Linked DNA regions of Arachis hypogaea: region 1 is linked to region 2. The links are chromatin contacts, called in public Hi-C maps. All regions are on one chromosome and are shown on one strand. Each heading gives the region's core, a stretch centred on a gene start, on an enhancer-like site or on the middle of the called end of the contact. The rest is flanking DNA. Distances are from core to core; before and after follow the strand shown. Region 1 holds the start of LOC114925762. Region 2 overlaps LOC112771542.

The links. A called contact is a pair of places that touch in the nucleus more often than the background predicts.
Region 1: a Hi-C map of leaf shows a contact between it and region 2, with 6 times the contacts expected there. The contact joins the promoter of LOC114925762 here to the enhancer-like site in region 2. A contact is called at or near these places in 2 of 8 Hi-C or Micro-C datasets (both in leaf).

The regions. Positions count from the first base shown.
Region 1 is chr18:11,210,074-11,217,321 of arahy.Tifrunner.gnm2.J5K5, reverse strand. LOC114925762 reads left to right here and starts at 1,643. Exons shown (of 15, transcript XM_072224763.1): 1 at 1,643-1,675; 2 at 1,815-1,909; 3 at 1,991-2,088; 4 at 2,147-2,270; 5 at 2,806-2,857; 6 at 2,937-2,952; 7 at 3,048-3,109; 8 at 4,304-4,352; 9 at 4,686-4,712; 10 at 4,979-5,007; 11 at 5,466-5,547; 12 at 5,668-5,795; 13 at 6,645-6,856; 14 at 6,934-7,110. The coding sequence starts at 1,643. The coding sequence ends at 6,821. It overlaps LOC112769394 (wax ester synthase/diacylglycerol acyltransferase 4-like), which reads left to right. Exons shown (of 5, transcript XM_072224764.1): 4 at 20-157; 5 at 254-546. The coding sequence ends at 397.
Region 2 is chr18:10,818,483-10,825,332 of arahy.Tifrunner.gnm2.J5K5, reverse strand. LOC112771542 reads right to left here. Exons shown (of 3, transcript XM_025816312.3): 3 at 5,971-6,415. The coding sequence ends at 5,994. Among protein-coding and RNA genes, the nearest start is that of LOC112771542, 4.7 kb to the right of the region's middle. Within about 2 kb of position 2,497, at least 2 of the 3 cell types and tissues checked have open chromatin away from gene starts, as enhancers often do.

The DNA.
Region 1 (7,248 bases), core at 394-2,893, 390 kb before region 2:
GGTTGGGTTAGATCATCAGGTTGCGGCAAAATATGTGCACAAAACATTGGCAAATTCAAGCCTTAGCATCTCACACATGGTTGGACCAGTTGAAAAAGTGGCTATTGATAATCATCCCGTCAAAGGTTTTTACTTTATGACTGTTGGTTTACGTCAGGTGCATGCACATCATACATCTTATTTATATAATTAATTTGTGTAGAATATGTTGCAAATATACTAATTAACCTTTTGTTTTCAAAATTTGATGCAGAGTCTCACGGTGACAATATTAAGTTACATGGGGTATTTACGCATTGGATTTGGAGTGGAAAAAGATTGGATAGATGTACACCATTTGATTTCGTGTTTCGAGACTGCCCAAGAAATGATTCTGAATGCTGCAAATAAAATATAATCATGTTTTTTCAGCAAAGTGCAAAAGCATTATATATATGTCTGTGTGTGTGTGTGTTTGTATGTATGTTCTTCTTATTATTGTATCACTAATAACTATGGCTCGTGGTTCTACAATTAAATAAAAAATAATTAAGTGCTGTTCTCCCATGCTAGTTCTAATTTCAGTTTTATTTTGAATTTTATAAAAATATTTGTAAGACTATATATTATAAATAGTGATCTGAAATTAAAAGTAAAATTTGTTCTTCCAATGTTTAGTCTTATTTGATTTAAAATTTTATATTATTTTTAATTATTTCATCAACATAATTATACGAGTGACAAAATTTTATTAGTTCTCCGTCAAGATAATATTGTATCTCTAAAGTGATATCGGTTTTATTTCATTATAAATCAACTTCAATGCAAATTTTAAATTCTAAATCAATTCACTTTTTAAAAATATAAAAATGATGATACTAAAAAAATACTCTATTAGAGATGCTCTTACTAACTACTTCTATCATATATATTTGAAAATAGTGCTTTCTTTTGCAAATTTTTTAGATGATATTCTTTTCTTCTCTAATTTTTTATGATTAGAATAACTTAATTTAGTTATTTCATCAAAATATTTTTCAATAATCATTATAATTATATATAACTTAGTAATAATTATTTAATCGATTCAAACAACAACAACAACAACAACAATAATAATATTATTGTTGTTGTTGTAAATAAACTTTATTTATTTTTGTAAGAGTTTTTGAGTTGAATATAGTTTCAGAGAGAAAAATAGAGAAAAGAGTATATCTTTTTAACACAATTCAATTTATGGTATGTCAAATAATTATTTACTAGAGGAAATATAAGGAGCCAATATATGTGTCGTACAATGCATATAATGGAGTTAATTTTAAATTAAAATTAAAGTATCGGATGTTTATTTAAAAATGTTCACATATACTTATTTTAGAATAGTAAAGGTGTATTTGTGTGAGCAATTTTAAGTATTTTAAATTGGATGTTCGATTCAGTAGGATATCAGATGTTTATTATCCCTGGTATCCGAATGGTTATTCTGGATAGTATGGATGTATTGTGTTTGATAAATTAGTAGTATTTTACGCTGGATGTTCGAACATGTACAATAGCGGATGGTTAATTTTTCATATTGAGCCAAAGAACACTACAAAAAAAAAGGTTAAAATGGCATTAATATTAAGGCGGTTTTAAAGAACCGCCATAATATCCAGCCATTATGGCAATTTTCGTTACTGCCGGAATTGGCTTTGTATATTTTGGCGGTTCTAGTGATTAGGGCGGTTTTGAACCGCCGTTTTCCCATGTATATAAAATAAAAGAACTGCAACACCTCCTCATTCAACGAAACACATTCGACGCTCTCATCTCCCTTCTATCTCTCCTTTTAGGGCTTCTCCTCTCTCCGCCATGTAAAGAAGCTCTCCGACAACGCCGTTCTTCCTTCTAGGGCTTCTCCTCTCTCCGCCGGTTACAATCCCTCCAGGTACCTCTCTCTCTCAAGTTAAGCTGAAACAGTTACTTCTCCTCTCCGACAAATGCTATTTTATTTTGTTTTTTCTGTTAGTGCTGTGGAGACGAAGATTCAGGCGAGAGGCAAGGCTCTGGTGGCTAAACCTCAGTATTTTGATTCCAGAAGGCACCGATTTCTTCGTTTTTGTTTGGGTTAGGGTTTCAAAATTGTTTTTGGTGCTGATTTATGGGGATTTTTGTTTCTCTACAGCTCCGCGATCGGGTCTTCCGTTGAAGCATTGGATTGATGTTGGTGCGGGGGTGATTGACGCCGATTACAGAGGACTGGTTGGGGTGATACTGTTCAACCAGTCGACGATCTCAGGTCTTCTTTCGTAACTTTACCCCTTCCTCTCTGTATCTCTCTCTCAACTCAGATCTTCTATTGCTTACTTCTATTAAGGTGTTTCTCTGATCTCCGATCTCAGATCTCAGAAAAAATCTGCCATAGCTTAGTTTCACAAAGCTTACATCCTTATTTGCGTTTACTTATTAAGGTTTGGATTTTTTGTGTTTAACTTTCTATGCGTTGTTATCTTCTTAAGATTATTCTGGATTGTTTATATTTGCGCTCTGTCTATCTGAGATGGCTAAATTTTCTTCTCTTTTTTTCCCTTGCAACTCTATAACTGACATAGTCGGCTGTTAGGAATTAATTAAAGTGGTTACAGTTAGCTAGTTAATTTGTTAGGTGCTTGGTTGGTGATGTAAGGAGTTAAGAGTGTGCTGTTGCAAGTTAACTAGATGATGGTGTTGGTGTAGTTGGCATAGCTTTTCCTCCCTTAAATATGAACTGTTGGCATCCATTTTTACTTAAATTTATTAGTGATGCTGAACATTCTGGTTGTGTTTAAAATATAGGCACTAAAGAAAACCTTTCAAGAAATTGGATCACGATTATACAAGATTTCTTGGGTTCAAGGTAAGTTATTGTGATAGTTGAATTGTCACTTTTTAAGAGCTTTTGATGGGTCTGACTTTGCTTCTTTTCCATCTTGTAGCAGTCAAACTGTGGAGGTACAATTTCTTCATAAACATCTCAATGATCATGATTAAAATAGCTTCATAAAATTTAAGTTGGAAGTTAAACAACAAAAATGTTCAACATGCAGGAATTAACTCATCAAGTAAGGCTTCTATAAATGTAGCTAACAGATGTACATCAGAGACTGAGGTGCAACTTTGGAGCTTTTGGTTGTTAAAGTATTTCTTTTTCTTCTTGATGTTATCTTATTGCTCTCTAACTGAATTATTGTTGATTTGACCTAGGCTTAGTTATTTGTGACCTGAGTCATTTTTCTGTGGATTAGTTGTGCTAGTAAGTGATATGGTGACTAAAATATTATAAATTGATAAATAATCATATAAATGGATGTGTTATGTATTGTATAGCTTTTTAGTAATGATTAAGATAAATCCACCCACAGTCCATTTGTATCGTGTCACGTTTTATACAAATCATGAAGTTGATTTATACTTTGGATTTTGTCACAATTTGACCACTATTTAGTATTTTGAACCGAAAATATATTGCTTTACTAGTCGACTTTTCTCGAAAGCCCCAGATTTTCTTTGTTAGCAGTTGGGTAGAGCTTGCTTAATAATTTGAATATTTCCTGTGATTTAAAATGGATGACAGTTTTTTATCTTTTAATTCAGAGTCTTCATAGCAGAAGCAGTTGCCCTGATTGCTCCTCCCAACCCCCATAGCAATAGACACACTGCTACCTCTTCTGTGCACATAATAGATTGCCATTTAGATATGAAATCGTACTCAAGCATAGCATTAAGATGGTTCCAAATCCAAAATGTATAAATTGATATTTTGGTTTATTCATATGGACACTTGTTGATCACCCTTCTAATGTTGGCATAATTGCAGTTTCCTGTTCTTGGCTGTATTGCTGTATTGCTGTATTGCTGTATTGCTGTATTGATCATCCATTAACGTGCATTTTCCTCCACGATCTGTTTCTCAGTTTGCGTTCTAACTTCTCACTTCTAGATCTGTAACTAAATTCACATCCTCTGGTTCTAATTACTTCAATGATTGTTATATGCTAATTGTTCTAATTACATTAACTCTTAATTATTGTTTTTAGCATTTCGCCTTTAATGCGGCTTTGATAATTGGCTCGATGCTCCTTATCGCTTATTTCTTCCTCGTAGTTTCATGGAAGTTCTATTTTGGTTCATTTCTTGTAATGTGTTGTTATCAAATTACCAAATTTAGGGTTTTTCTTTTCTCAATTTTGGTTTTGGTTCCATCCAATTTTGATTTTGGTCCACTTCCTGTAATTTTTAATTTTGTGATTGTGCCACTGTTTTAATTTTGGCTTTTAATTTTTTATTTTTTTTGCTCATGCAGAAGTACATAAAGCAGAACACTGACGTGACTCTCTGTGCACTCGAGATAGGTATCAATTTTCTTCACTTCTCTACTTTCTTTTGTTCGTGCACCTTATTACCTCATTACTTCCTTTTCTGTTAGGTTCCATCAAGAAAATAAACGGTTTTTGAAGTTTGATCTATGACATTTTATTATTTTTAATTTATGATTTTATTAACAAAGGATATCAGAGCTTTTCTTTGTATATTAATGTAGGGAGTGAGTAAGTTCTAATAATAAAAGAGGTTTAGATTGTGACTTAATTTGTTGGAAAAATGAATGAAAACCATATTTGTATATATATATATATAGGTTTAAAATTTGATTATGAAATTGATAATTCATATTGCTTTGTACCCAGGGAAGCAACCATATCAAGAATCTGCAGGTATATATAATTAGGTGCTATATGGCTTAGCTTGCATATTGCATGTTAAAAAGGTAATTAAAAAGCTTTGATAGTAGTTGTTATTGTCTACTACTAATATACATCAAAAGCTAATTAAAAAGCAATGATGGTTGTGAAAGATTTGGAGAATATATTATTAAGATTTCATTCCTACGAAAATATACTGAAGTATCTGATTTGTTTAATAAATTGAGTTTGCAAATTTTAAGGCTGGAGTGGTTAACCTTTTTGGTCTATATTCTCAGCAAAGGGAGCCAGATTGAGCCAAAACCAGGTACTAATTATTAGTATTTTAAGGTTTGTACTATTTGTTGATGGAAATTGCGAGAGAAAGTTAGTAAAATGGATTATTTATTTTATTATTAATGTTAGTTCTTTTTCTTTTGTTGTATTGATTGTTAGGAAGAGTGGTGTTAGAGGATCTTAATCAAAGTAAATAGGGCCTTTTGTTGCTGAGTGGAAGTTGGAAAAAGCAAAGATTTCTTTTTGTTATTTTTTTTAAAACTATTGGCCTTTTGTCATGAAAACAAAAATTCAATCCATATTTGAAGATCATTTCATTGTCTTGCATGTTTCTTCTTAGCTATTGTATTTTGTCAGAAACTGAAAGTATAGATTAATCCATAGAAAAAATTGTGTTCATATCTAGACACTTGCTTGGTTTAGAGCTTCTTTCTTCGATTCTGTTTGATCAGGAGTAAGCATTGCAGATTGTATTTTGTTCATATTTAGAATTTTGAAGACTTTACAGGAGAATTCTTCCGCTACCTTAATCTCATTGCAGACACATTAAATGGCTTGGAGGATCGTGATGGTAAGTTGGAGACTATATAAGAGTGCAAGAAATCGTATTATTTTTTGCCACATAAAAACTCAATACTTTTGATTATATTTCAACTTGCCTGTTTCTTATGTTGGACTTCTTGTTTAATAGCTATTGCGAGATTCGGGACAAGATGCTTATCAGCTGTCAGTGTGCATGATAATACTCTGGAGAATGTCGAGACGTTAGATGATGCACAGGCTAAGTTTGATGATATCCTTGATTCTCCTTCTATTGATGTAAGTTTTATTTATTTTTATATTTAATTATTTATGTATTTTTTTCAAATGAATTATTATGTCTGAAACATTTTTGTATTTGTAACCTGGACAAGTTTCCAAGCAAGTGCACAGTAGGTAGTCTTTGGTTTTTATTATATATAATAAGATGTTAGAGTGAGAGAGAAACGGTTTAAGTGTTGAATTGTGAATAAAATAATTTTATTTTTTTAATCCCTTTCCAATAAGAATAACTCAGGAGACACAAGTAGTTATTACTAGTTTAGTTATAAGAGTTAATAAGAATAAATGATTGATAGCGGACAAATTTAATTTTGTTGTATTTGTAAGATGACCAAGACAATACACATATATAAAATCGGAATTGCTTAGTATGTTATCTTGAAAATAATTATTGCATATATAAAGGGATAGATGAATGGTGAAGAGATACAGAAGTGAGTTTAAGAGGCGGTTGTATGAGTAGACTTTCATTTTCTTATCCCAATCAGGATAGATATATAATTAAGCACATGGAGTTGGGAAACAAACAACAATGGTGATTGGTGAAATTGATTGTTTATGGTAATGTATGTGTGTTGGGCCCACGCATGCAGCAATATGTAGTCCTTGATATCTATGGCTTTGGAAGCTTTAAAACCAACAGGTAATATGTAATTTTAGAAGTGCATCCACTAGACTTCATTAATGGAAGATATTGAAATCACCCTATGCTTGTTTTCAATTCTTTGTAACTCATTTTCAGCCTATCATGCTCTGCAGCTTTGAGCAGTTTTGCATTAGTTTCTTTGTAACTCATTTTCAGCCTATCTATGGCTTACTCATGAAGAGGTAATATTTTTGGCTTAGATTATGACACCCTACTGGTCTGAAACTAATTTGAAACAAGCTAATATATTATGCAAAACTGAAAGGCCCAAGTACAATGAAACTTCAGGGAAGCAGCAAGGAACTTTGAGTTCCTATTGTGACAATGGCAAAAGAAATAAAACAAAATCAGTCAGGGTGCCTCCAAAGGAAGGTTAACATGCTAAAAATCTTGCCACAGAGAGGAGATGAAGGTACAAAGAGTTGGTATTTCTTTGGTACTTGTTTATTCATCATAGACCTATTATGACATTTTTAACATGTTCACCAGATGCAAACAGAAGTGAATCATATAAGCAGAACAGAGTTCTTGCTTAAGGTATGCTGGGAGCAGAAGCCAAGTGGGTTTTCAAGGTTCATGGAAGCTATAAATTCATTTGGATTTCAGGTGAAAAATGCCAATATGACCACAATTGACGGAAAGGCTCAGATCATTCTAACAGTTGAGGTAAATATGTAATGTTTTATATGTTATGTTTTAAGTTACAGCTAATACACTAAGTTTAAAATAGATCCTTAATAACTAATTCCACCTTAAAGTCTATTTAACTTGTGTTAGTGTTCTGTTTTTGGCATATTTCATGTC
Region 2 (6,850 bases), core at 1,248-3,747:
CTGGTAGTTAAATATACGCGTGATGTTATATAGCACGTGTAATCAACGTACCTGAAGCAGCGCATATTTTGATTTTATTGTTTAATGAACTTGTAAAGCATACAAGCCATTAGGGCTTGTATGCAGAGCTTTTCCGTTATTTTATTTACCCGTAGCATAATTTTAGACATGTTCGATTCATAACTAAATTATAATTAAATTTTACTAAATTAACAATTAAATTTTATATTTTTTAATTCAATTTTTATATTATTTTTAATTTTGTAATTAGGTCATTTTTATGTCAAAATTCTTAAAATTAACAGAATATTTCTCTTAAAGAATATGTGATCAAATATCTAATTAAGATCTTAATTGTAAATACTTTTGCAGAAAAATATTCAATTAACTTTAATATTTTTTATACTAGAAAAGATTTAATTATAAAATTAAAAATAGTATATATATATATATATATATATATATATATATATATATAAACCTAATTATAAATTTGATAAAACTATAAAAATCAATAAAATAATTAAATCTTTAAGATAATAGAAATTTTCTTTTTTATAAACAATGAATCGATCAAGTTATCCATAATAATAATAATAATAATAATAATAATAATAATAATAATAATAATAATATTGTCTTTATTCTAACTCACCTCCAAAAACTAGTTTGAGAGATTAGAAATGCTTCACATAATTACACTCATAAATTTTTTTATAGATTTTATTTTAAAAAGGTGCGAGATTTGTAATATTATATTTTTATAATTTAGTTTTGATTCATAATTAGTATAAATTAATTTTATATATATATTTAATTACGTAATAATTAAGTTAGTAAATATAATTATTTTTTTATATTATCTGTTTAAATAATTATTTAAAAAAACTTATATTAAATAAATGTATACAATATTTTACAATATTAATGTCATAAAATTAAACATATATTATTATATAACATAAATTACAAAGTATAACACATTTAGTCTTCTATACGAGAATTTTACGGTCATTCCACTACTTAGAGTTTCTTACTTATTTTTTGAATAGCTGCGATTGGCTAGACACCACAGAGGATTTCGGAGATATTTCCGACATCTTGACCATTAGATAATGTGGTGCTATACATTATAAGATTACTAATCAAAATAGTTAAATAAAAATTAATTAATTTAAGAGTTTAATTTTGATACACTAACAACGTAAATCATTTTATACCGTCGTATAATCATATTTATTTTTTTTAGATAATTATTCATACAGTCAATGTAAAAGATAATTATTTTTATTGATTTAACGTTATGTAATTAGATATACGTATAAAATTATATCAAAATTAAATTTTTAATTTAATATATAAAATATACATGTATATAATATATTTATGAAAAAACAATATATTTAACAAAAAAAAAAAGAAAAACAAAACAAAACATGTGGTGACTTCGATGCCTAATTGCCTATAGCTTCAGCTTGCCTTGAGGACTTTAGGAGGCCAATGTTTCGGAAAAAATGAAGCAAAAGCACACACTGACGTCATCAGGCATTTGCTAAATTTAGAACTAGGGGTGGCAATGGATATGGTTTGGAGTCAACCCTAATCCTACCCGCTCTTAATCCGCAGGTATCCGATCCTACCTGCGAATTACATAAAAAAAAAAAATAATATTATTATATATTTTGATAATAATTTAAAATAGAACTGATTTTTATGTAAAAAAAAGTTTATTAAATTATCAATTAATGATCTTCTTTTAATGACTAAATTTTTTTTGCATTTAATGAGAGGTCTTTGGTTCAACATCCACTTAACATATTTTTATATAAGTATATAACATATGCATATATAGAATGCGGGTTGGTCGGGTAGGGTTGAGGCTCAACCCGCACCCTACCCGACTCGCACGAAAATCATACCCGCACCCTACCCTATCCGCTGCGAATCGAGTTGGCAACCCTACCCGACCGAGTGGAGTCGGATTGGGTACCCGCAAGTAGGGTACATGTTGCCACCCCTACTTAGAACTTAGAACCCATCGGTCTAGTTCAGAGCGGTTTTTCCTTAGTTTGACCAGCAAACCAGATTTGACCGGTTTGCATAAATGGTCCATAATCATAACAACATAGCAAGTTAGCAACGATCGAACCTTACCGAGTTTGATAACAGTAATATTTTAATTATTTTATTTATCTTAAATTTTAGATCTTATTAAATCATAAATTTTTAATTTTTAAATTATTAATTTAAAATTTAAAATTAATTTTTTATTTTTTTATATTGTATTTGACCTCACTTATTTTATTTTTTTATTTCAGGGCGTAATATTTGACCTCACTTTGTCGCTTTTATTTTTGTCTTGGTTTATATTGTTGGTTGGACTTCTATCTTGTAAGCTCTTTCCATCCATAATGAATGGCAAAAGGCCCAACTGCCCAAGACCCAAGTCATATCCCAAATAGAGGGAGCAAAAAGGGTAGTAAGTGGTACAATTCTTTTTTTAGAAAAACAAGCCTTCTGCTTTAGAAATTTTATTGACCCAAAAGCAATAGCCTTCCTTAACTAAACCAACCCAGAGTACAAAAAAATAATTTTAAAAATCTCTAGCATTTCCACAACTAAAACACCCTAAAACCGTATAATTTTTCATTAATTAAAAATGTAGGATTAGTTTGAACTTGATATGAATTAGTTGTAAAATGCGACTGTGGCTACAAATATGCCTCATGCCGATAAAAGAAATACTATCATTCCTCTGTTATATATGATCCACGTGTATATCTTTTGTAATTTGTTTATGGACTTATTTTAATTTATTTCTTAATATCAAGATTTATAAATAAAATATAATTATAAATATTTTATTATTTTATTTATAAAATACTAGCTCTAGAAACGACTGCGCTTTTTAGTTTATTTTATTTTATTCAATAATGACTAAGAGAGGGGGATTGAATCTTAGCCTTTTTTTTTCAGTGACTTTTTAACTTAACTTTATTGGCCCAAGAAAACTTGAGGAAATATTTTTGTTTTATCTCCTATCTAATTAAGAGACACTTTTTTTTTGTCTCCTAAATTATAAAAAAAGAAATAGAGTAGAGAATAGAGAATTGCACACAGATGTATCCTGATTTAGCTACTTAGTGCAATGTAGCCTATATCCAGCCTCTATCACAACTGTGACAGAATTTCACTATCGTTCAATGGATTACATTCACCAATTCTTCTTAGGATCTACCAATCTTATCTGAGACAAATCCAGATTCTAACCCAATTTGAATTTGACTAGAACTCAACCTAGCTTTCAACAGTCAAGTACTAACCCAACATGTAAGGTAATCCTCTCAGGATTATGATACAAAATAGAAATACATATAAAGAATTTCTAAGATAATTATATGACTTTTTCTCCAAGTTTAACTCACTACCTTTTTGGGTTTTTCTTACAAACCTCGCCATGTTTGTTTTTTTTCAATGAGACTTAGACAGACTAAACTGAGAAAAAGAAATACAACAAGAAAACCATGAAGGAGAAGAACTTAGAATAACTCAGGTAGCTATGAGAACCGAACTTAGTGTTCTGTTTTTTTCTCTTACCTTCAATCCTTGACCGTTCACCCTTATTATAGAAGAGTGAATATAAGCAATTTCAACCTCTTTGCTATCTTCTTCTCCAGTATCAAACTTTGCAGCGACGTCATTAGAACAGAGAGAGAGAAGGCCAAATCTTTGACATGCAACTTACTTTCTCTTTCATCCTTTTTCTTTAAGTTCCTTTGATCTTGACCGTGAATCTTTTCTTTCACTCCAAGTTTGATTTGTGGTCGTTGATGAGTTTTTGAACATGTTTGACTTTACTCTTTTCATGGTTGTTTGATTTGTACTTGAGGTTCAGCAAACTTCTTCACAGTCCCTTGATATAGCACGAATGAAAAAAAAAAATAGCTTTTGAGATGCTCTAACCGGATGCAATCCTCCTTTTTATTGTAGCTTTGAAACTTGCTTGAACTTGATAACACACTTTTTGTTCTTCACCAAAACTTAGCTTTAATTCTTTTCATTTTTTTTCTTTTTTGTTTCTAAGTTTTAATGTGAAAAGGTAGAAAAGGAAGAGAGAGAGGAGAGAGTGTGTTTGGTGAAATTGAAAAAGAATTCAAATGAATTGAATATTTTGTTTACTTTATTGGTAACTTAGTGACTTGTATGGATTTGATTTGAGATCACCGACTGAATTTGGATTCCTTATATTTTTATTTTTGGTGGAAATGTGTTTGAGATTTTTGTTTATGGATGTTCAATGTTTAAGTTATATTGTGTGCGAATGTGGGACAGATCAGTTTTGGGCTAAATTTTATGCTTTTTTGGTTATTAGCTTTGATCAAGTTATTTTTTTGCACACTTAATAAAACAAATCACACAAATAATAGTCTAATAATATTTGTTCATCATTTTGATTAAGATTTAGTTTTCCAAACTCAACCTATTTAAAAGAATTTGTTAAGTTTGATTTTTGGTTAGTAAGAAGGTTGGAAAGAAGAAATGGAAAATAGTGCATAGCAGTTTAATATAAATATATAGTTGATAATTTAATTTAATATCTAAAATAATTAAAAAAAATTATAGATATATAGAGTAAATGGTCAAATTCATCTCCAAAAATTTATTTATTTTTTAAATTGGTTCTCAAATAATTTTTTTAATCAAATTCATCCTTCAAAGATTTTAAGTTGATCACATTAATTCTTTCGTCACTTTCACTACTTATGGCATCAATATTTGTTGATATGTTATATTAAGTAACATGCACTACAACACACACTTAATAGTTTTAATTAGCTACTAACATGATAAGTTTATGAAATTAGATTAAATCAATATCAAATGGAAGGTTTCAGTGCCTCAAAGTCTCCCTCAATCTAAGGTCCTCTCCAATTGAGATTAATTTAATCTAATTACATAAACTTATCATGCATGTTAATCGCTAATTAGGACGACTAGGTATGTATTATGGTTAGTGTGGTGTCATTTAATATATCACATCAATAAATATTAATGCCATTAGCAATAAAAATAACGGAATAACTAATTTAACTAATTTAAAATTTTTAAAAGACGAATTTAATTAAAAAAAAATCGAAGACCAATTTAAAAACGAATAATCTTTTAAAAACAAATTCAACCATTTAATTGAAAACTATAGAACAACACGAGTGTAGGACTCTTATTACTAGCAATTGAGCGAGCAAATAGAAAGTACTCGAAAACAATAAAAGAATATTTGGGAGATAATAGAAATTTAATCTAAAGTAGTCAAAAGTTATTTTATTTTATATTAAATTTTTTTATTTTGTATTTTTTAATTGTTGCTGAAATAATTAAATAATTTTATATGTAATAAATCTATAATTATAAAGGTTACATGCATAAAATTTCAAATGTTAAATTAGATAAGTAATTCTAGACTATTATTTCTCTAGTATTACTGAAAAAAAAAAACATTGAGTTATGCTAATGATGAGTTACTTCTTTCACCATGTTAAGAATATATAGTTTAATTTTTGAGAGAGTTATGCTAATGCGAAATAACCTAAGCATTTTTTTAATTTTTTTAATTAAAAAATTAATGTATTTAAACAAAAAAAATGCAAAAGAAAAAAACATATTTTAAGAAGAAAGGAGTATAATAATTATGATTAAGAATTTAGAAATTTGTAGAACTTCATCATCAAGTATATATGAGTTGGACTTATTGATGATCTCCTTATCTTATATATATATATATCTTAATCCGCAGATTCAATTGCAAAATTAGGATCATCAAAAACTAATAATACACCACTTTAGCTTATTACTAATTAACTACCACAGCAAAATCTGACATAAGTCACATAATCAACGAAGTACACTATGATGATTTGAAAAATTAACTAAAGAAGCATGGCTATATATATATATATATATATATATATATATATATATATATAGTTTTCTCCTCACACAACTACCTCAACAGCAGCATAGTGCATGCTAGGAATATTTTCTAGTAAATCAAAGGTAAGCATTGAAGCCTTAGGTTTTTGATGCCGTAGTGTTGGTGTTATGGAACTATTAATAATATTGTTGCTCTTATTGCCAAGCCACTTAGCTTGCATGTATTTGTGTTTCCTCCAAGGCCCTAGATGCATTTTCTTCTCCTTCATGCATTTCTTAGCAGCAGAGCACATAATCTTAATTAACACCCCTAATCTCTCAGATTTTCCGATGAATACTTCTGGTAATCGGCTAATTAATCTGTTGTATTCTTCATTAGCTCTTGCCATTTCAAATTCCACTCGAAAATTCAATTCAATTACCACTTTTATTTCTGCTCCTTTAGAGTTTGATTTATCCGTTACTTCTAGATAAGTATGCTCACCTAAAATATTATGAAAAAAATAAATTAAGAAAACAATTACTTGAAATTTTTAAGTTTATTTTGCTAAGACTTAATGAAGTTATTTTCAGCTATAAGCGTCAGTTAATTAGTCTCTAGAAAATGAATCGTTCTTTAAATTTGTTTTTAAAAAATTTTATCAATTAAATTAATCTTTCAGAAATTATAAATAAATTAATCACAATTATCCTTCTATTACTTCATTAATAAATTTTGTTAACAATTGATGAGGTAAAACATTAACTAATAGCATATATAATATATACCTGATATGTTCAATTTAGTCCCTAAATTATTATATTTGTTATGTCCAAATAGACTTATTAAATATCAATATATCATACATGATCTCAATTGACATTTTAAATTATCATAATTATTGATGAAATTGTTAATAGAGTAATAAAAAGATAAATA